7 separate regions of the Mus musculus genome follow, and all the other regions are linked to region 1. A link is a contact called in public HiChIP or PLAC-seq and promoter capture Hi-C data. All regions are on one chromosome and are shown on one strand. The core of a region is the stretch at or near the end of the contact, and the rest is flanking DNA. Distances in the headings are between cores, read along the strand shown.

What was found. Promoter capture Hi-C pulls out the DNA fragments that hold promoters and counts their contacts. HiChIP or PLAC-seq counts read pairs in DNA pulled down with a chosen protein or histone mark.
Region 2: a contact with region 1 is called in an H3K27ac HiChIP or PLAC-seq map of microglia, with 5 times the contacts expected there. The contact joins the promoter of Trip13 here to the promoter of Glrx in region 1. A contact is called at or near these places in 1 of 484 Hi-C or Micro-C datasets (CD4 T cells), 1 of 115 datasets of contacts at active chromatin or transcription factors (microglia) and 1 of 9 other capture datasets (liver).
Region 3: a contact with region 1 is called in a promoter capture Hi-C map of pre-B cells. The contact joins the promoter of Cep72 here to the promoter of Glrx in region 1. A contact is called at or near these places in 4 of 39 promoter capture datasets (the C10 cell line, cranial neural crest, liver and 1 more).
Region 4: a promoter capture Hi-C map of liver shows a contact between it and region 1, with 2.7 times the contacts expected there. The contact joins the promoter of Exoc3 here to the promoter of Glrx in region 1. A contact is called at or near these places in 5 of 39 promoter capture datasets (the C10 cell line, hippocampal neurons, liver and 1 more).
Region 5: a promoter capture Hi-C map of liver shows a contact between it and region 1, with 2.6 times the contacts expected there. The contact joins the promoter of Pdcd6 here to the promoter of Glrx in region 1. A contact is called at or near these places in 4 of 39 promoter capture datasets (the C10 cell line, liver and pre-B cells) and 1 of 115 datasets of contacts at active chromatin or transcription factors (stem cell-derived neural progenitor cells).
Region 6: a contact with region 1 is called in a promoter capture Hi-C map of pre-B cells, with 5 times the contacts expected there. The contact joins the promoter of Ccdc127 here to the promoter of Glrx in region 1. A contact is called at or near these places in 7 of 39 promoter capture datasets (the 3T3-L1 cell line, the C10 cell line, cranial neural crest and 3 more), 1 of 115 datasets of contacts at active chromatin or transcription factors (astrocytes) and 1 of 9 other capture datasets (liver).
Region 7: a promoter capture Hi-C map of neural stem cells shows a contact between it and region 1. The contact joins the promoter of Zfp72 here to the promoter of Glrx in region 1. A contact is called at or near these places in 4 of 39 promoter capture datasets (cranial neural crest, hippocampal neurons, liver and 1 more), 1 of 484 Hi-C or Micro-C datasets (B cells), 1 of 115 datasets of contacts at active chromatin or transcription factors (astrocytes) and 1 of 9 other capture datasets (liver).

The regions. Positions count from the first base shown.
Region 1 is chr13:75,838,610-75,841,188 of GRCm38.p6, reverse strand. It overlaps Glrx (glutaredoxin), which reads right to left and starts at 1,303. Exons shown (of 3, transcript NM_053108.4): 1 at 1,014-1,303. The coding sequence starts at 1,220. It overlaps Gm41005 (a long non-coding RNA gene), which reads left to right and starts at 121. Exons shown (of 2, transcript XR_873685.2): 1 at 121-422.
Region 2 is chr13:73,936,490-73,939,068 of GRCm38.p6, reverse strand. Trip13 (thyroid hormone receptor interactor 13) reads left to right here and starts at 1,302. Exons shown (of 13, transcript NM_027182.2): 1 at 1,302-1,579. The coding sequence starts at 1,488. Brd9 (bromodomain containing 9) reads right to left here and starts at 1,241. Exons shown (of 16, transcript NM_001378947.1): 1 at 1,124-1,241; 2 at 421-635; 3 at 72-204. The coding sequence starts at 1,175.
Region 3 is chr13:74,061,014-74,063,592 of GRCm38.p6, reverse strand. It overlaps Cep72 (centrosomal protein 72), which reads left to right and starts at 1,308. Exons shown (of 12, transcript NM_028959.3): 1 at 1,308-1,409. The coding sequence starts at 1,331.
Region 4 is chr13:74,207,398-74,209,976 of GRCm38.p6, reverse strand. Exoc3 (exocyst complex component 3) reads left to right here and starts at 1,277. Exons shown (of 13, transcript NM_177333.4): 1 at 1,277-1,319.
Region 5 is chr13:74,316,050-74,318,628 of GRCm38.p6, reverse strand. It overlaps Pdcd6 (programmed cell death 6), which reads left to right and starts at 1,303. Exons shown (of 6, transcript NM_011051.3): 1 at 1,303-1,522; 2 at 2,238-2,299. The coding sequence starts at 1,422.
Region 6 is chr13:74,349,045-74,351,623 of GRCm38.p6, reverse strand. Ccdc127 (coiled-coil domain containing 127) reads right to left here and starts at 1,307. Exons shown (of 3, transcript NM_001168659.1): 1 at 1,216-1,307. It overlaps Sdha (succinate dehydrogenase complex, subunit A, flavoprotein (Fp)), which reads left to right and starts at 1,384. Exons shown (of 15, transcript NM_023281.1): 1 at 1,384-1,478. The coding sequence starts at 1,416.
Region 7 is chr13:74,389,540-74,392,118 of GRCm38.p6, reverse strand. It overlaps Zfp72 (zinc finger protein 72), which reads left to right and starts at 1,290. Exons shown (of 5, transcript NM_001374038.1): 1 at 1,290-1,455.

The DNA of each region.
Region 1 (2,579 bases), core at 54-2,553:
GGTACACAGACACACACACCATACATTTTATGGACTTGGGCATCCATGGACATCTGTATTTTTTCAGCTTCCCAATGAAGCCTCACTGAGGAAGTTTCTTTCCTCTGCTTTTCACTGTCACGCGTCACTTTAGTTGGTATTGGAGGCAGGTGGCCAAGGTTCTTGGCTTGTTGGGGCTGCCTCGGCTTTGTCCCCAACACTCCAGTTAACTGTACAACAAGCTCACTTTCCAGCACTGGAGTCTGTTGAGCTGGGCATTCCAGCAGCAGCCCAGGCACAAAGAAAGCCTTTTCTGAGGAGGAAGGTGTTCTTAGAGAGCTGCATATGGATTTGTGGAACAGGACTTTGAAGCGCTCCCTCTAATCTTGCAGCCTGCGTCACTGAGGATGGATCTCCAAGGCAAGAATCCATCAGATCATACAGTAAGTTATCATGATAACCAGACCTGAAAATATCCTACAATTAAGGCAGCACAGGCAAAAATGGAGTCCAGGATTTACTTTTCTAGTGGGTGGGGCTAGGTAAGAATGGACAAACTAGGTGATAAAGAAAGAAAGCCTAGTGCAAAGAAAAGGAAGGGCCGCAGACCCCACTACATGCTAACAGGGGGAAGAGAGTGCCTATGGCCCCCATCCATAACATAAAAGCTAGAGATCACATCCAGCCTCGAAGCTGCCTCCTGCCTTGCCAGAAGAACACTGCCAGTTCAAAATAGTGCTTAAAACAAAGCCTTCAGATAAACACTTAACTGCCGCCAGCCCAGCTGTCAGGCCCACTATCCACACACCAACCAGCGTTCTGCCTTCTGGTCCTCCCAGGCAGTCCTGCTGCCCACTCATTTGAGCAGTGTCTTCCCTTGAGTCCCTCCCCCACACCCTGCAAAGTCCTCTGGCTGCTTTGAAGGACAGAGCCCAGGCAACGGCATCCTAGAAAAGGCACAGCTAGCTGTCTACAAAGCTCTGGAAAGGAAACAGCAACACCCCAGCGCTTCCTTAGCATTTAAACACACTCACTGTTCTCGCTCCGGTGAGCTGTTGTAAATAATCTTGAATCGCACTGGTGTTGTTAGTGGCTGTGATGTCCACAAACTCCAGAAGACCTTGTTTGAAAGGCAGTTGACTGAGGATTTCTTGGGTCTTTCTGCAGTAGGGGCAGGTGGGCTTGATGAACACGACCACCTTCCCAGACTGGATCTTGCAGTTCACAAACTCCTGAGCCATGCTGACAGGCTGCAGCTTCTCCAGGGAGGAACGTGCAGTTGAAAGTAATGGTCCGGTAATGCAGCGGCGCTTAGCCAGCAGCTCTCATTTAATAAGGAACCTCCTTGGAGGAGGAGTTACCAAGTAGGATGCTTCAGTTTTAAAGGGCCAGCCCCAAAGTCAGTTCATTTTGGTATGAGTCAGTACTTCCTAGGCCTACCATTGCACACTGGCTGTGTAAGCTATAACAGGCTGTCTTGTGTCCTCCCCAAGAACAGAACTAAGTCACCCTCTAGGGTAGCAGAGACAGCGCAGACCAGTTTCTGGGTAGGAGGCCCCAGGTCCTCTTAGAACAAATTCTCTCTCTCTCTTCTTTTGGAAACACGGTTGTTTTGAAAAATAAAAACACAACCATTCAGGAAAGCTTTGGCTCTTCATAGGATGTGGGGACTGCATAGTGATTGGGCCTTGTGGGTTGCACCGGCATGCTTTCTTTGCCCTGTAAGGTGGGTACTTGTGTGATTAGTGGACTTGGTTCTTGACATGTAAAAATGTGCTTGTCTGTACTTTCTCTCTGTCTTTAAAAAGTGGGGTGCCATGCTCTGAGTTCATGGTGAACAATGAGCCCTTTTCAGTGGGGTAGATTTGTGACTGAACTTTGCCACGGGGCCTACCTGTGAAGCTAAGCTTTTTAATAGGTCTCTCTTACTCCAAAAGCCTTAGGGCTGGTGACCTTTGAATAGCAGTTCAGTAAGAAACAAATTCTCCCATAACCCCTGACCTGAGATTCCAGACAGAATGTGGATCTTTTCCTGTCTGACTTGTTTTGACAGTGAGCTGAGGTGCTTTGGGAGGTGGTGCTGAGGTAGATAAGCAAGTCGAAGAGAAAACTCCTGTCAGACTGAAGCACCTTTCCAAGCAAGCAACCAGCTCCACAGTAGAACCAGAGTATCTTACAGGAGGTCAGACTACAGTCATGTCCTGGTGACGGCTCTGGTGCACATTGTGACCAAAGAGAAGTAAACTGACTTCTGGGGGCTGCTTTCTTTGTCACTCTCACTGTTACCCACATCAAATGGCAAAATAACAGTCAGATGGTAATAGTCAGGGCCACAGAAGAAGCGGAGAGAGAGTTCTGCCAACGGAGAAGCGGCCTGGCTGCATGGCTGAGGTGGCTGGCCCATGGCAGGGTTGTAGACCTCTCAGCCCATAGCTTCCCACAATTCTGAACAAGTTTAGGGCTAGAGTCTTAACTTTCTGGCAACCTTCTGATGCCAGCTGTTTCAAGGACCTCTTGAGGGTTCTTGCTGTTCACATGACCCTGGGGAATAAGCACCCAGCTCAGGCTGTTCCTTTAGAGTCTTTCTCTCCTTCTCATTT
Region 2 (2,579 bases), core at 53-2,552, 1.9 Mb after region 1:
AATGTCCCCAACAACTAGATAACCACGCTATAGACAAGGTAGGAAACTCATGTTTGGGGACAGGGTCTTGCCTGGCTGTGTTCGGCAGGCTCTCACTGGTCGGTCTGGGGGTGGCTCCACCTCCACCTTCTTTCCAGGGTCGAAAGCATCAGCCTCCCCCTCTGAGTCGCAGTGTTCCTTCTCCCGTTTCCGTTTCTTCTCTTCCTGTAAGTATGGAAGAATAGAGGGCACAGAACAGCCAGAACCCTTTTAGACTGGTAATGCAGGCTCCGCACACGTCTGCGCATTCCCCAGACTGGGAAGAAGAGCCACTCCTGACACCTGACAGGCATCACCTGAAGATGCCCTGGAAGCCCAGAACTGCAGCAACGGTATAGCCAGGCGTGATTAGGGACCCATCTTAGGCCATTGAACCTTTACCTTCCGCTTCCTCCTCTCCTCCTCATCGAGGTGCTTCTCCTTCTCTGACTTTTTCTTCTTCTTTTTCTTCTTTTCTCTGTGTCTCTCCCGTTCGTGGTCTGAGCGATCGTCGTAGTAGCTGGAGTCGTGGCCAGATCCTGAGAGCTCTGTCACTTCACTTCCTCCCACCTTGAGCACCAGCTTCAGAGGCTTCTCCAGTGGCGTGTCTGTATAATCTGCACACAGACCGTACGTAGGTCAAGCTTGCAAAATACTGAGTAGAAATACTGCACCCCTGTGGGTGTGAATCTAGACAGCAAGGAGTTGTCAAAACCACAGACTATGTAATCTCAAACTGACAGATTGGTGTTCAATCCTCTCTTTCAAACCACAAAATCACCACTGAGGATATTCCGAGGGTACAACAACCCGACCTGAGACCCAGGACCCCAATTCCTTCACGGAAGCCCTCTTTTTGCTGCGGGTCTTCCTGGTGTCAGAGAGGAGGTACATAGTGGCTACAGGACCCAAAAAAGAAGCCTATAGCCTCTTCGCAGCAGATTCCCTTTTTCAGCTCTAACCCCGCCCCTCCTACGATTGTCCACTACCTGGCTCTAAGCTCCTCCTTCTCACGGGACCCCGCCCAGCACAGACCACGCCCTTCCCCTGGAACGCCTTCCCCTGCCCGTATCGGCAACCTAGACCCCGCCCGTGGGATCCGCACCTTCGTAGGACGAGCGCCATTCCGCCTTGTGCTTCTTGTGCTTTTTGCCCATGGCTGAGATAGCACGGGATCCGGTGAGAAGCGGCTGCCGGTAGCTCGACCTGCGCCAGTCGGAAGTAGCGCCTTCGCCACCGCCAAGTGCTTCCGGGTCAGGGTGGGGCGGTGCGCAGCGCGCGGCAGATTCGAAGCTCGGTGGGGCGGGGCGGGTTGCAAAGCGCCGAGCGGCTCGGGCGGCGGAAGTGGATTTGGCCGGCCCTTAGCCAAGGTGGATCCTCCTACATCGGAGAAGGCTGTCGCACAGGGCGCAGGGAGGCGACCGCGGCCTCACTCCGGCGGCATTCCCTCGGCTCCCGGCGGCGGCGCCATGGACGAGGCGGTGGGCGACCTGAAGCAAGCGCTTCCCTGTGTTGCCGAATCGCCCGCGGTCCATGTGGAGGTTCTGCAGCGCAGCGGAAGGTGAGCGTATATACGGAGTCCGACCACGCGGGGCGCGACCTGATCCGACCCCACCACGCGTGACTCCGAGTGGCACGACCTTACCCCAACTCTTAGGATTCCACCCCACAGCGTCCCACCCCTCAGTACGGCCCCACTTCGCACGACCTGAACAGCCTGACATGAACCCACCTAGTATGACCCAGCACACCTCCACCCCACTTCAGTTGACCCTAACAGCATGATCCGACTTTGCCCTCCATCCCACCACACATTACTCTTGAGTTTCACCTCTCACATTGCCGCATATCCCATCCAGACCCTACCACCATCCCAGACTATCTGGCAGGACCCCACAGCTCTCAACTGACTGGCCTATGGAGCACAGCCTAACGATGAGCTCCATGTAATAGGACCTGCTAAGCGACAGAAGTGATCTCCAGTCAATTAGGGGTGCAAGGAAGTGCAGTGTCAGTAGAGCAAGTATTTAATTTGCAAAGCCAGAATCCAGTGGCAAATTTCCTGTTACAAAGATTATGTACGTACTCCAGGTTAGACCCTACAGCTATGCATTTTCAGGTTTTCCTTAAAAGGGCTGCTAACATGGATTGAATGCTCATAATGTTTCAGGCTTGTCTCAAACACTGAATTTTTATTAATTTTCATAGTAGTGTGTGAAGAACTAGTGGCACCTCCTTTTTCTAATTAGCCTGAGGGTGGCTGATGGTATGACTGCAGGCCTGGGACCCTACAGTTGATCCTAAGACAGTACACTGCCAAGCCCCATCTTGACTAATGACTTTCTTGTATATGTCTGAGGTCTGAGGGAGGGAAGGTGTGTGTCTGTGTGTGTGTGTGTGTGTGTGTGTGTGTGTGTGTGTGTGTGTCTGAGTGTCTGTGTTTGAAACAAGTTCTTCTGTCTCAGCTTGCATGCTGAAATTACAGCCAGACCTAGCTATACTTTAGTGGGGTTTTTTTTGTTTTTTTGTTTGTTTTTGTCGTTTTTGTTTGTTTGTTTTTT
Region 3 (2,579 bases), core at 59-2,558, 1.8 Mb after region 1:
TCTCAGACAGCTGATGAATGCCAAGGTTGGGAGCAGCATGGGGGGGGGGTGTGTATGTGAGATCAACAGAATGTTCTGGGTAGGACTGCCTGCCAACTCTCCAGGTAGTAGGGAAGACCAGGCTGTGGGACTCCAGCTAAGGAAGGTTCCTGCTAACCTCCAGGTCTAGTTGGGAAAGCTTTATGAACTATGAGGCAGAAGGGATTGTTCCTGATGTGACCCAGCCTGGCTCATCATCTCTATCTCCGAGTCACAACACTGTTCCTTGCTCTGTGTCTTCACCAGCACCAAATCAAGTTCAAGTGCTGCTGGCTCACTCCTAAACACCTCAAATGGAACTTAAGGACATAAAACAGCTTAAATGCATGTAGGTTTGGCCACAGTCTAATGTTACCACGGCAGATGGTATTTAATAAACCACCGGAAAGAGTACTTGGTAGTAATTAATCATTAGCATAACCTTTTACTGAGGCTTGTAAGAAATCATAGGCTTGTAGGAATCTTTGCAGGGTGCAAAGCTAATCCTTGTCCCTCTTTCTTCAGTGAAGATGTAAAACGTTAGTAAACAGAAACGTTACTTCCCAAGTTTCTACTGGCACTTTCATTGCAGTAGAAAAGCTGGTCTTGGGTCTGTCCCTGACAGACCATCCGTCTCCCCAAGGTCCCACTTGGACTCTGATCTTGGTCAGAGAAAATAGAATAAGAGAGGGTGATTGAAATCTGTGTTGTGTCCTGAGGCGCCACATGTCTTAGATGGCAAGCATACAAGCCTTAATTTGCTTCTGAAAAGCTTAGTTATCTCTCCAATGCCTGGAAGTTATTAGTAGACCCCAGGTTTGATGAAAGGACTTTCAATGTGTCTTAGTTAGGAGAAATTTTTTTTTTTTTTTTTTTTTTTTTTTGCACACAGCCTGTCTCTCCAGCCACATGATGAGAACTTTTGGAAGTGCGTGGGGGTTGGCGGGGGGGGGGGGGGGGAGCATCTCAGGGGCTGGGACAGGAAGAAACCTTAGGAGAGAAGGCTCCTGGAGGGAGTAGGAAATGAATGGAAGTGGGAGTAGGTGCGAATGCCCCGGGCACTAACAGCTGTTTCCACAAACCGCACTGAACGCAATGGGGTTGTCCTGGGGAGGAGCCAGAGCAGGGTGAGGTTGCACTCAGAGCTCAGCGGATTAGGATGGCTTGGGTGAACCTGTCCCAAAGAAAGTTTTAAACACAGCCGAAGCTCCGCCCACCCTCCTGGGCCCGCCCCTTGCAGGCTTGGTCCCGCCCGCCCGTTCCAGATCACGTCACAGCGCAGGCGCCGCGCGCCAGCGTCCGGTTTGAAAACATGGCGCCAGGCCAGCGGTTGGTTTTGTGTGAAGAGACTGTACGAGAGCGCAGCGGCCTGGGTCCCCACCGCGACCTGGGTGCGTGGGGGACAGACTGGGTTGGCCTGCCGGGCCTGATAGCTCTGCCTCCGTGCGAATGGCACTTGACCACAAACGGTCTCGGCCCGTGGGGCAAGGAGGCGGGGCCGGCTGGGCGGGTTTGTGGGGAAGGGCGTGGCTAAGGTCCTGGAGAGCCGGTGGACGCGGCCTGGGTTTTCTGTGGGACCGCGGTCAGGCTGAGCCCCCCGCTTCTTTTTTGCAGCAGCTTTCATCTGTCTTCCTGGGTTCCTACATGGCATTTCGCTTATGAAGATGCAGGTCTCTTTTTATATGGTTTGGACATCAAGGCCCCATTACGTTTTGAGCAAGAGATCGTGCGGAATTTGTGTTGTGATTTTTTTTTTTTCCTTTTTAACTTTTTTCCCCTGGACTTTGACAGGGAAACCACGCAGGCCTAGAATTTTCCATTGTTGAAGATTTTCGATTACCATTTTTTAAATTCGATTACGATTTTTAAACTTATAGTGGTTTCACCTAGAGTGCATTTTCGTTATCTAAATCGTTTTTTCTTGATTGTCAACCATATCTACATAGAACTGACTACAGCATTCTCTTACTATTTTATTAATGCTTGTGGGGCCTGTAGGGATATTCCCCATTTTCATAAATGGTACTTAATCTGGCTCTATCTTTCAGTCATGTTGGAGATATACGGTTTTTGGTCATGCCAAAGACACCACTTTTGGGTTGGTTGATTTGTCTTCACTGTTTTTAAATTTTACCTTTTTCTCTGTGCTTGCTTTGCATTTATTTTCCTCTTTAGATTCTAGAAGTGAAACGTGTGGATTAAAGCTTGTTTTATAATTTAAATCTCTTAATCTGTACATTTCTCTTTACGTATCACATAGCTGCACACACTAACACATTTGTTAGTGTTTATATTTCTACTGTGTGTTAAGGTACTGGAGATAGAACATAGGGCTTTGCATATGCTAAGCAAATGCCCTGTCATGGGACTTCACCCCAAACGTTTTTTTAATTTTTCAAGTGTGTTATTAAGCCAAGATGACCTTGATCTCCATTTTTAACGGAACCTGGCCTTGGAATTTTAGTCCGACACTCAAGTGGCTAGGATTGCAGGCAGTTGCCACCATGACTGGTTCTAATTTTCATTGATTTTAATATGCTTTTCAAATATCCCTTTAGGTA
Region 4 (2,579 bases), core at 28-2,527, 1.6 Mb after region 1:
TGTACACTCAAAAGTATCCTGAGCTTTGTCACTCTGTGGCTTACCAAAAACAAAAGCTGAGATTCTTATTTTATTTATTTAATTGAAAGGAAACAAGCTGAGTCATCTACTGAAGCAGTTCACATCTAACTAGGCTAGTTAACTGAATTCGTTAGGGAGCACCATGACTAAACACTCCACTATATAGTGGGCAGCAGGAGATTAGGGTTGGATATAAGGTAACTAAGGAAAACCGCAGCTTTGTCTTGGTAGCTGTGCCTCCCCACTTTGCAGTTAAACATTCATGAAGCTGAAATTTCTCCTGTTTTGTCATAAACTAAGGGGTCAGGGCACTTTCCCAGTTGCAACCCCTACACTAAGGGAGGGTCTGCATCTTTAAAAGACTGACTTCATCATATAATTTGCATTGTGGTTATGACAGGTTACCTATACTGTTCTTTCATTTACTGAAGATTTACCCCATCATCCATTGGCTTGGGAGAGCCAGACTTTGTAGTGATGTTATGGATAGGCACACAACTCAACAAATGTATGCAGAAAAGGTGAAAAAAAAAAAACACAACCAAACCTGTCAGGGTAGGGTTGTCATACCTGATGGGTGAGTGGAAGAACCTAAACCCCGCCAAAATTTACTAAAAGTTCGTAACAGTGTGGGGAAATCTCTGTATCTGCAGAGGTAGAACAAAGTTTCTGGCTGTTCTAGGTACCGGGGCGACTCGATGCTTCACTGCTTCCTTCAGCTGGAGTAATTCCACCAGCTGCTGTTTTGCTCGTGGTTTTGTTTTCTTCGCCGCTTCTACGTGCTACGCGAGCAGCTATCAGCAGGCAGCCCACTCTCTGTGGCACTGTCCTGAATACTTGAAATCTACTTGCTGTCAGAAACCTCTGGGGGATGAGGGCGAGGACAGCAAGAAGAAACAAATATACGAAATATAAGTAGTGGAATCTTGAATACAAGACACAGTAAAGATATGGAGAGGTGTGGAGAGACTAAGGTAGCTAAGGGGAGGAACTGAGCAAGGGCAAACCTAAGTGGTTAATCCGGAGAGAAAGGGTGGGTACAATAGGTGCTACTTAAAATAAGAGGGTCGGGAGAGCGCCAAACGTCAGACGGCGGAGCCAGGCCTGAATCTGTAATCCCTGATCCTGAGTCTGTGTCACCAGAAGCACAAGTTTCCTAAGAGTCTACAGAAAGATCGCCCGTACAGCGCCTTCAAGGTTACCCAGAGCCCATCCTTCCGCCCAGACGCCGGAAACGGAAGTGACCGCGTTGCACACTTCCGGTCCGGCTCCGGGAGGTGGCAGCGGCGTTGCGGACGGTGAGGAAGCTCTGCTCTGACAGCCTTGGGTGCCTGTGCGGTGGGCGGGGCGCTGGGCCCTCGACTGTGGCACAGTGTACCCCTTAGTGGGTTTGTCCTTGGCGAGGGACAGCATCGGCCGACGTTTCTGGCGGGATGCGACACCCTCTAGTGCGGGTCCCTGGGCGGGTTTGGGTTTGTCCTCGGTGTGCGTCCCTCCCATCTCCTTGGTCGGGGCTGCTTCTACCCTCAGAGTTCCCTTTTGCCCCAGAGGCCGGAAATCTGACAGTCCTCAAGCTGCCATTGGAAGCAGATTTGGTGGCGATCCAGTACAGTTTTTTTAGTTTTTGATTCTCTGTGTTCAGGTTTATGAGTGGACTCTTTCTTGCAAAGCTTTTTTGGTTTTGGGTCAGCTTTCCTTTTGCATCTGGCTTGTAACACTGCCACAGGAGTGCCTTTCACCTGTCAGCTGGAGTGGGGGACTCCATGCCAGAGGGATGGTTTGGTATTATGTTTAATACCTAGTCCTGTAAATAGAATTATACAAGTTTTAATGTTTTGGGAATGCTGAAGATAACATGTCAAACTAAAGCAAAAGAAAAAAAAAAAAGCCCGCAGTGAATCAGTCCTGTTAGAAGTGGTTGTGGAATCCTCTTTCTGTGGCCTGCTCAGATTTCCTGTCTGGGTACGAGTAATTTTATAGTCAGAAGATGAAGATGGTGTTTGCAATGCTGTTCCACTTGAATGAAAATGCAAAGAGAGAAATACACAGGGAGAAGCTACATAACTGGAAATGTACAATGGATTTTAGTGGTTTTCTGAGACTACTTGGGAATAGAGTGAAAGATTCCAGAAGGTAGGTCTTTATCACATCTGTGGCTGTTGAGTAGCTGAAATTAAAGGAAACAGTGTTATTAATTCCCTCATTTGCTGGATAGTCAGCAAATAGCCATTGTAGGTCCATGACTTGGATAGTATTAGATATTAGACTAAAGGGTGATTGACCGGGTACATTTGTGCTTAGGGGAAACAAGCTACTCAAGTAAGGACAATAAATTACCTTTTGCTGTCTTATCTTTGTTTTTAGAAGTGTTCAAAAGTAAGAAGTGGTATCTTGGCCACCCAGAGCAATGGTAAGGGAGTATAAGACTCGTGTTTGCCCACTGGGCTGCTGCTGAAGTGTAGGTAATAGTTGTTGCCTTCCAGTGACTAACTACCCCATGGACTTGGGCAGCACTAGGGTGAGCTCCAGAAATGAAAAGCTGATCTTTTATAGGGCTA
Region 5 (2,579 bases), core at 54-2,553, 1.5 Mb after region 1:
TGCTGAAGTTTCTCTGTACTGGAAAACTTCCAGTTCAAGTAGGAAAATTATGATTAATATTTTTGTATTTCTGGTAAAGAGAAAAGGAGCCAGAGAGAGGACAGAATAAAAATAGATCTCAGATTCTAAATAAAAGAACCAGAAAAGTCTAAAAGATTATTCAAAAGTGAGATGAACAGTTTATGAGAAATTATAAAAAATGAATTCGCCAAATCCTGGAAAAAAAATCTACCTTTCTTAAAGAATTTTGTAGATTTTGAGGTAAATGTCAAAGCTATAAGATGTTTCTTTGAGCAATTTGAAAGTCTCTTAAGATGTCCTAAGAACAAGAGAAATGGAGCAGAAAACGATACAGTTGGGACTTGATCAGATCTATAGCTGTGCTAAATAATGGATGATTATCCACATGGAAGTTTCAGATGTACAAGGCCATACTCTTGGCCCTTGGTCTCTTCACCCTCTTCTTTAGTTATGGGGTAAACAAACCCCCCATAAAGACAGCATAGCAGTTCTTATTATAAGTCTGTCCCTGGATGAGGACTACAGGAAGGCTGGAATAATCCTATGGCAGAACGGAGTAATCTGTATCTTGAGCTATTCACAGTATTCAGATTTAGGTGGAAGGATGGCCTGACAGCCCGTGAATGTGACCGGTTGGTAGTTGCCCCAATGCTATGCATTTTCCCATTTAGGGACATTCCAAACTATAAAAGCACCATAGAATTAGTATCTAGAACGAAAGAAGGAATACTTATAATTAAAAGGAGTAACCACCAAAAGTACAGAAGTCCAAGTAAGGGGTGGAGAAAACACAGCTCTCACCTCAGGACCAAACCTCACTCGGGCCATTTACAAATGAAGTCACTGCAAACCTAGGGAGGCTGGGCATAAACCGATATAAGCAAGTGGGAAGGCAAGAAGGTGTAGTATGGACAGACGGACAAACTCCAGAGTGCACAAAATGCACTTTGCGTTTCCGCCGAGGACTTCATGCGGTTGGTGCACATCACATTCGCACTAAATACTAATGCAGACGTAAAGGGAAGCCGTCGGTCCAAGTGAAAGCTTTCACCACTTTCCGTTACAGGTCGAGGCGTTTTGTAAGCTTGGGTCGGCCCCTCATGGCGTGGTCTCTTCTGAGCTCACCCGCCGCAGCTTCGGGCTGAGACACACAGGAGGGCGGAGCGGGGTGGGGCTGAAAAGGAAAGGGACACCCAAGGCCGGGCAAGAGTAGGAGGCGGAGCTCAGACTAACCCCAAGGCCCTCCAGACGTTGCGTGGCAACGGACCACGCCTGCCAAGTGACTCAAAGGTGCGCGCTTCCGTTGTTCCCAGGAAGTTGTGGGCTCCTGGTCCTGCCCCATAACTGAGGCGGAAGCATAGCTTGTGGAGCTGGGCCGCGTTGCCGCTGTGCATCAGCCCATGGCTGCCTACTCCTACCGCCCAGGCCCGGGTGGTGGCCCCGGCCCTGCTGCTGGAGCTGCACTGCCAGACCAGAGCTTCCTGTGGAACGTCTTCCAGCGGTAAGGCCAGCGCCGCTCAGCTCCTTCGGCCCTTGGGTCGGTCCTCAGTTTTCAGGGCCTATTCTCCAGTCCTCCCTCTCCCCAGCCCTTCATCCCCCGACCTCCTTCCCAGTCCTTCCTACTCCCCTCCATCCCCGACTTTCTCTCTTCTACAATAGCACAGGGTTCAGGGTCATGTTGGCAGTGACTTTGCCCAGGGCCGAAGGGCGCGGAACAGTCGCCCTACAGGGTCAGGTGCTTGCGTTAGAAACAGGACAAATCTTGAATCAGGAAAACGGCATCAGTGAAAAGAGCTGGCTGCTATTGCATGTCTTCTGTCCCTGGCCGTCCTTCTGAATGACTGATTGTCTTTCCACTGACTCGTGCCAAAGAATGACTTATTCGTCCTAGAGAATCTTTCTTTACCTATTATGATGAACTGGTGCAGGTATAAATTAAGCAGACTTGAAGAGCTAACAGAAAGCTTGAAAGGAATAGAGAAAAGATGACTCAACCCCTCCTACTGCTTCTGGTTGTTCATTAGTCTCTGGCACACCTGGGGGCGTGTGACATTCCAGCTGAGCAAAGAGGAAGGTCTGGCCAGAGTAACATTCCAGACCTAGTGTAGATTGATGAAAATGATGTCTTGGCTATGTTTTATTTTTAATACTTCCTTTACATTTAATCACCAGCTTACCTGTTTTCTGTTTGTTTGTTTGTTTGTTTGTTTTTGTAGGGTTGATAAAGACAGGAGTGGAGTGATTTCAGACAATGAGCTTCAGCAAGCATTATCCAATGGTGAGTTGAAGCCTGATTCATTCACAGTAAGCAGTTTCCTTCCTGGAATTATTTCCAAAGAAGTCCTTAAGACTAAATTGCCATTACCGGTATAAGGTAAAGGTGTTTGCTAAGCTTCTGTGTTTGTATTTTCTTAATTATCATTGCTGCCTTACCGAGCTCCAGAACAAATGTATGTGAGCCTCTGAAATGGGAGCTATAGTGTAGACCTTGCCCAAGAGTGAAAAAGGTTAGCTCTGTGCAACAGAGGTCCCTCACTTATCTAGAAGGCCTTTGACCT
Region 6 (2,579 bases), core at 58-2,557, 1.5 Mb after region 1:
TAACCATAATACATGGCTCAGAATGTAACGGTTTATAGGAACTATAGAATTAATACGTATGACGTATGGTAGATGCCTAATTTAGAAATATGTATGTGTATATACATATATATATATGTATGTATGCACACACACACATACACACACTAAAAGCAGGCAACTTTCAAAAACCTCCTACTATGTATAGCCATCCATCAGATATCTGATGGGGAGCCCCATCTCATACCAAAAGCCTTGAAGATAGCCAAGGCTCCCATATACAATGCTGTATTTGAATATAATCTGCTCAATACTTTATCTCTAAGTCACCGATACCTAATAAGGTATAAAGGCACTTAAGTAGTTCATCTGTTTTATTTTCCCCCTTGTTAAAAAAAAAGTCTGTACATACTCCGAACAGACACATTTTCCCCAAATATATTTTATCTGCAGTTGGTTGAACCCACCAACGCAGAACCCTTGTAGGGTAAGCTGTCATATTTATTTCCTCTGCACCAACAACATCCATTTTGGGGTTATAAAGTTCAAGGAAATAATTCAAAATATAAAGTGTTGTGCATGAATATATTCCATATTTCCTTATTTATTAATAAAAAAACAAAGAAATAAAATGGGAACGGTTCATTGTAAACTTAAACAATTCAAAATAATGGTCATAAAGATTGTGCACCAAGAGGAAAACCTTAATCTAATATTAACTGAAAATTCAGGAAACAATTACGATTATTGGTTTACTTTTTATGCTATTTAATTCCACCGAACATTTCAGCTATACTCACTAGAAAAATAGAAAAACTATCTGAAAGTGATCAAATGAGAGCGCGTTTGCAATATGGGATGCTAGCCACGATCTAAGCAGCTTTCAGGATGACAACAGGCCGGGCCTCCAGCTTCCCAGCTGCTGTAACGAAGACGAAAGCTTTGGATATAGTTTCTAGTTCAGTATCCTGGCTTTTACGTAGCCCAGTGCAGCTAGCTGCTCCTTGTCCAGCCACCAAGACATCATTCCTACCTACTCTAGAAGTCCAGGGCAGTATGTACCCCCCCCCCCCCCCATTAGTTGAGATTCAAGCGCCCAACAAAACGGGCTCTTATGGAGCTTGCGATCTCCGCCCCAGGACCCTACTTCCATCTCTCCAGATCATCCGACCCTCTCTGTTTTGGCAAACAAGAACCACCCGAGAAGCACTTTAAAGACATTGGCACCTCACTTACCCCTGGAGCAGAGCCCATCAGCGTTGCTGCCACCCTACCTCAGACGTGTTGCCACCGCCGCGTTTACAGGGCGCAGGCGCACCACCACTCACGCGAGCCAGGAGGGGCGTGTTGCGCAGGCGCAGAATCTTCCAAGCCCGACACCCGCGCGACTCGGTGCGCAAGCGCAGTCTGTCGCTGGGGCTTGCGGGAAGGCAGACATGGCCGGGGTTGGCGCAGTTTCGAGGCTTCTTCGCGGGCGGCGCTTGGCGTTAACTGGGGCGGTGAGTTAGTGCCACGAAATGGCAGGCGCTAGGAGTGCGCCACGATTCCACCCGAGTTGGCCTGAGTCTGGGAAGGTGCAGTGGGCCGAAGCCGACTGCTTTCCGGCGAAGGTCACGACCCCGAGGTCGCGGGCGTGGAGTCTGGCCTTCCCCGTCTTGGTCTAGCGAAGTTCTCCAAGGTTAAAGGGAGGGACCGGCCTGTTGCATTCTGGATGCGGACGGGTCTGCGAGTAATCCGTTGGTAGTCTGGGTGTCGACACTAAGACTTATAAGTGATGAGCTTACAGGTTTTGTGTAGTGGCCTTAGCTACTGTTTTTAAATATCAAAGAGATATTTGAAGATACCAGGTGAGACTTCTGCACCGTGTTCATCCAGTCTTGCGACTTCTTTTTGCATTTGAAGAGGTACACAGTGACTCAGGGTTGCAGGGGTCTGATGTTGGCCTCCCAGATTGTCAGATCTTGTCTCAGTGCACTCTTTGCCGGTCACCTGTTATTCGTCACACTCCTAGGGTTTTATTAACGTAAACTAAATTTGACAGGTTGGGTTCTTTAAAGTTCTGTCTCACCTACCTACTTAACAATTTAATTACAAAGTAAAGGCCCTAAGACATTGAACAGTATCGACTTGCATTGTGCATCAAATTATGGCTGCAGTTGTCTATTTTCTGAAATAGATATTAAAATGCATGTTCAATGAAATGTTCAAGGGTTAGTTGGCAGCTATTCTTGCAAGGCCAGAAGGCATTTTCAAACCTTGATAATTTCTGTGATTTGTATTTGCTGCCACAAACTCCTACTTCCACCTCTATCCCTTGGGCTCTGCAAGAAGGGTTTTAAGTCCTGATCATTGAAGCCCTTTACAGGAGATAATAAGTCAGCCACCTATAATTGTAGCAGAATTCTTTTGTAGCAGAAATAGGTGAGCCCACCCCATGCCCAGGATTCACTCCACACACTCAAGGAAAAAAAAAAAAAATAATGATAGTCTGAGCCCAGCTCTGGCTAATGCCCAAAAGGAACAGTCAAGGATAGAAGATTTTTATTAACTTGTATACACCTTAGGTTTATGCTTACCACATATGTTGGCATCCTTAAATT
Region 7 (2,579 bases), core at 41-2,540, 1.4 Mb after region 1:
TGAGGGACAAAGAGTGGAGCAGAGACTGAAGGAAAGGCCATCCAGAAACTCCTCCACCTAGGTATCCATCCCATTTACAGACACCAAACCCAGACACCATTGCAGATGCCAAGAAGAGCTTGCTGACAAGAGCCTGGTATAGCAGTCCCCTGAGAGGCCCTGCCAAAGTCTGACCAATACAGATGGGGATGCCTGCAGCCAAATATCTGACTGAACACAGGGACCCCAATGAAGGAGTTGGAGGAAGTACTGAAGGAGCTGAAGGGGTTTGCAACCCCATAGGAAGAACAACAATATCAACCAAGCAGACCTGCCAGAGCTCCCAGGGGCTAATCCACCTATCAATGAGTACATATATAGGGACCCATGGCTCCAAGTTCCATATGTAGCTTATCAGGCATCAATTGGAGGAGAGGCCGTTGGTCCTGTGGAAGATCGATGTCTAAGCATAGGGGAATGCTAGGGTGGCTGGGTGGGCGAGCACCCTCATGGAAGCAATGGGGGATGGGATAGGGGGTTTGCGGAGTGGAAACTGGGTGGTGGGGATAACATTTGAAATGTAAATAACAACAGGAACAAAAAAATCTCAGAAAAAGGAAGCAACTTTTTTCCTAGTGAACCACTGAGGACGATAGCCTTAATGTGGGTCTTCTTTCTCCTTGGGTGGTTGTTAGCCACCAGTGAAGACAAAAGGAGTAAACCATGGCAGACAGGCTAGAGATGGTTGTATTATAGAATGATCTCCTGAGACCAGTGAAGTGTGTCAGGTCAACTTCATTGTTTCACCAATAGGGTATAAAAGGGAATTTAGGGGTCAGGTGGAAAGGGTTAATTGGTCATACTACTATACCTAATTATCGTGTGGGCAGGAAGCCAGAGTGGGACTTTGGTTTATTGTTTGTTTAGTAAGTATCTTCAAGAAAAATCTAGATGATTATGTTAATTTTCCATGCTACAATAAGCATCTATAAGTAGGCATATGGTTTTAAGCTACAATAACCAGAAATAGTAGGTAAAATGAATAAATAAGAAAGGGTTTAATCACATTCAGACATCTCAATGAATTCATTTTGTAGTTCTACAAATTAAAAAAGAACATGATATTTATCTGTAGTTACTCAGTGCTTGGTGACTGGTTGCTTTAATGACATCCTCAATCTCAGAAAGCAGAGCTAAAAAACCAGGAAATACTCAAATCCTTTCATGAGTTTCTAAAATTTCCTCTCACAGACTTGTGGGAAATGTAGTCTCGCATGGTGTGACGTCACAAGCAAGGGCCCTGGAAACGCAGCTTTGGCATTCCTTGTGTGCACCTAGGTCGCAAGGATATTCCCTAGAGTTCGGTCCTGTGGATGTACCGTTCGCTAGTCTACAAACTTGGGTTTGGATTATTTGATCTTGAAGGTAGCTCCCAGCGAGGAGAGAGGAGTCCTACAAGCCGGAGGCATTCTGCAGGTTGGACAGGGAGGGAGACGTGGGTGGATCTAAATCAGATAGAACTTGTTCTGAAGGTTTTTGCGACCTAGGCTGGGTTACCGGGTCAGGATGGAGAGAGGATGGTTGAAACAGTTCTTTCAATGTTCACTCTATTACAATGTAGTGTGCTGCCAGTTGTCTTCCATGTGCTTTTAAGATGGCTCGGGTAGAGTCCGGGATTGCCCCACCCCTACCTCTCAAATCATTCATGGGGCTCTGTTAGCTGACCACCTGATCTTGGGAGGTGTATAAAGGTTTGCTATTGAAAGATCGTGTTACCAGCTTAATGAGACTTACATGACTGTTGTGGGATTTTTGTCATATTTAACCAAGTGTGGTCTCTAGCCCGCCTAGTACTCTTTAACAGTTTATAAAAAACAGTTTCGGGGCGGGGGGCAGAGTTCTGTGGGGGAAGTTGATATATTGGAAAGTCATTCCGTTTTCTGTGGAATAAATCATTACAGATTTTAAAAGGGACCCCTTGGAGGTTAAATAACCTGACATGAACCTTCAAAGCAACACTTCCATATAGAGATAAAAATCCCAGAGAGAGGACCATCTTAGATTTGCTTAGTCCAGTCAATCGTTGATGGCTCAGAGATTAAGAGCACTGACTGTTCTTCCAGAGGTCCCGAGTTCAATTCCCACCAACCACATGGTGGCTCACAACCATCTGTAATGGGATATGACGCCCTCTTCTGGTGTGTCTGAAGATAGCTACAGTACTCCTATAAATAAAATAAATCTTTTTTTTTTTTTTTAAAGGTCCTACGCTCTAGAGTTAAAACAAATACCTATCAGGGGCTGTGTGGTGTTGGAAGCTTTGGAGCGGTTTTCAGGAGAGTTGTGTTGTGCATAATCTTAGGGATTATTTACTAAAGTTCAAGAGGAGACTAAGGAGGGCACAGGCGCATCACCTGACATACCTGATAAACCCGGTCTATACTATCTATACTCAATTTCTTTTCTTCCATCTATCCACGTTATCTACAGAGTCTAAGCTCTCACTCTATCACTTCATGTGGCATCTAATGCACTGATGCTCCGTGTGCATGACAGTTCTTCCTGGGAAGATGTGCCAATATATTTATACTTTGTCTGAA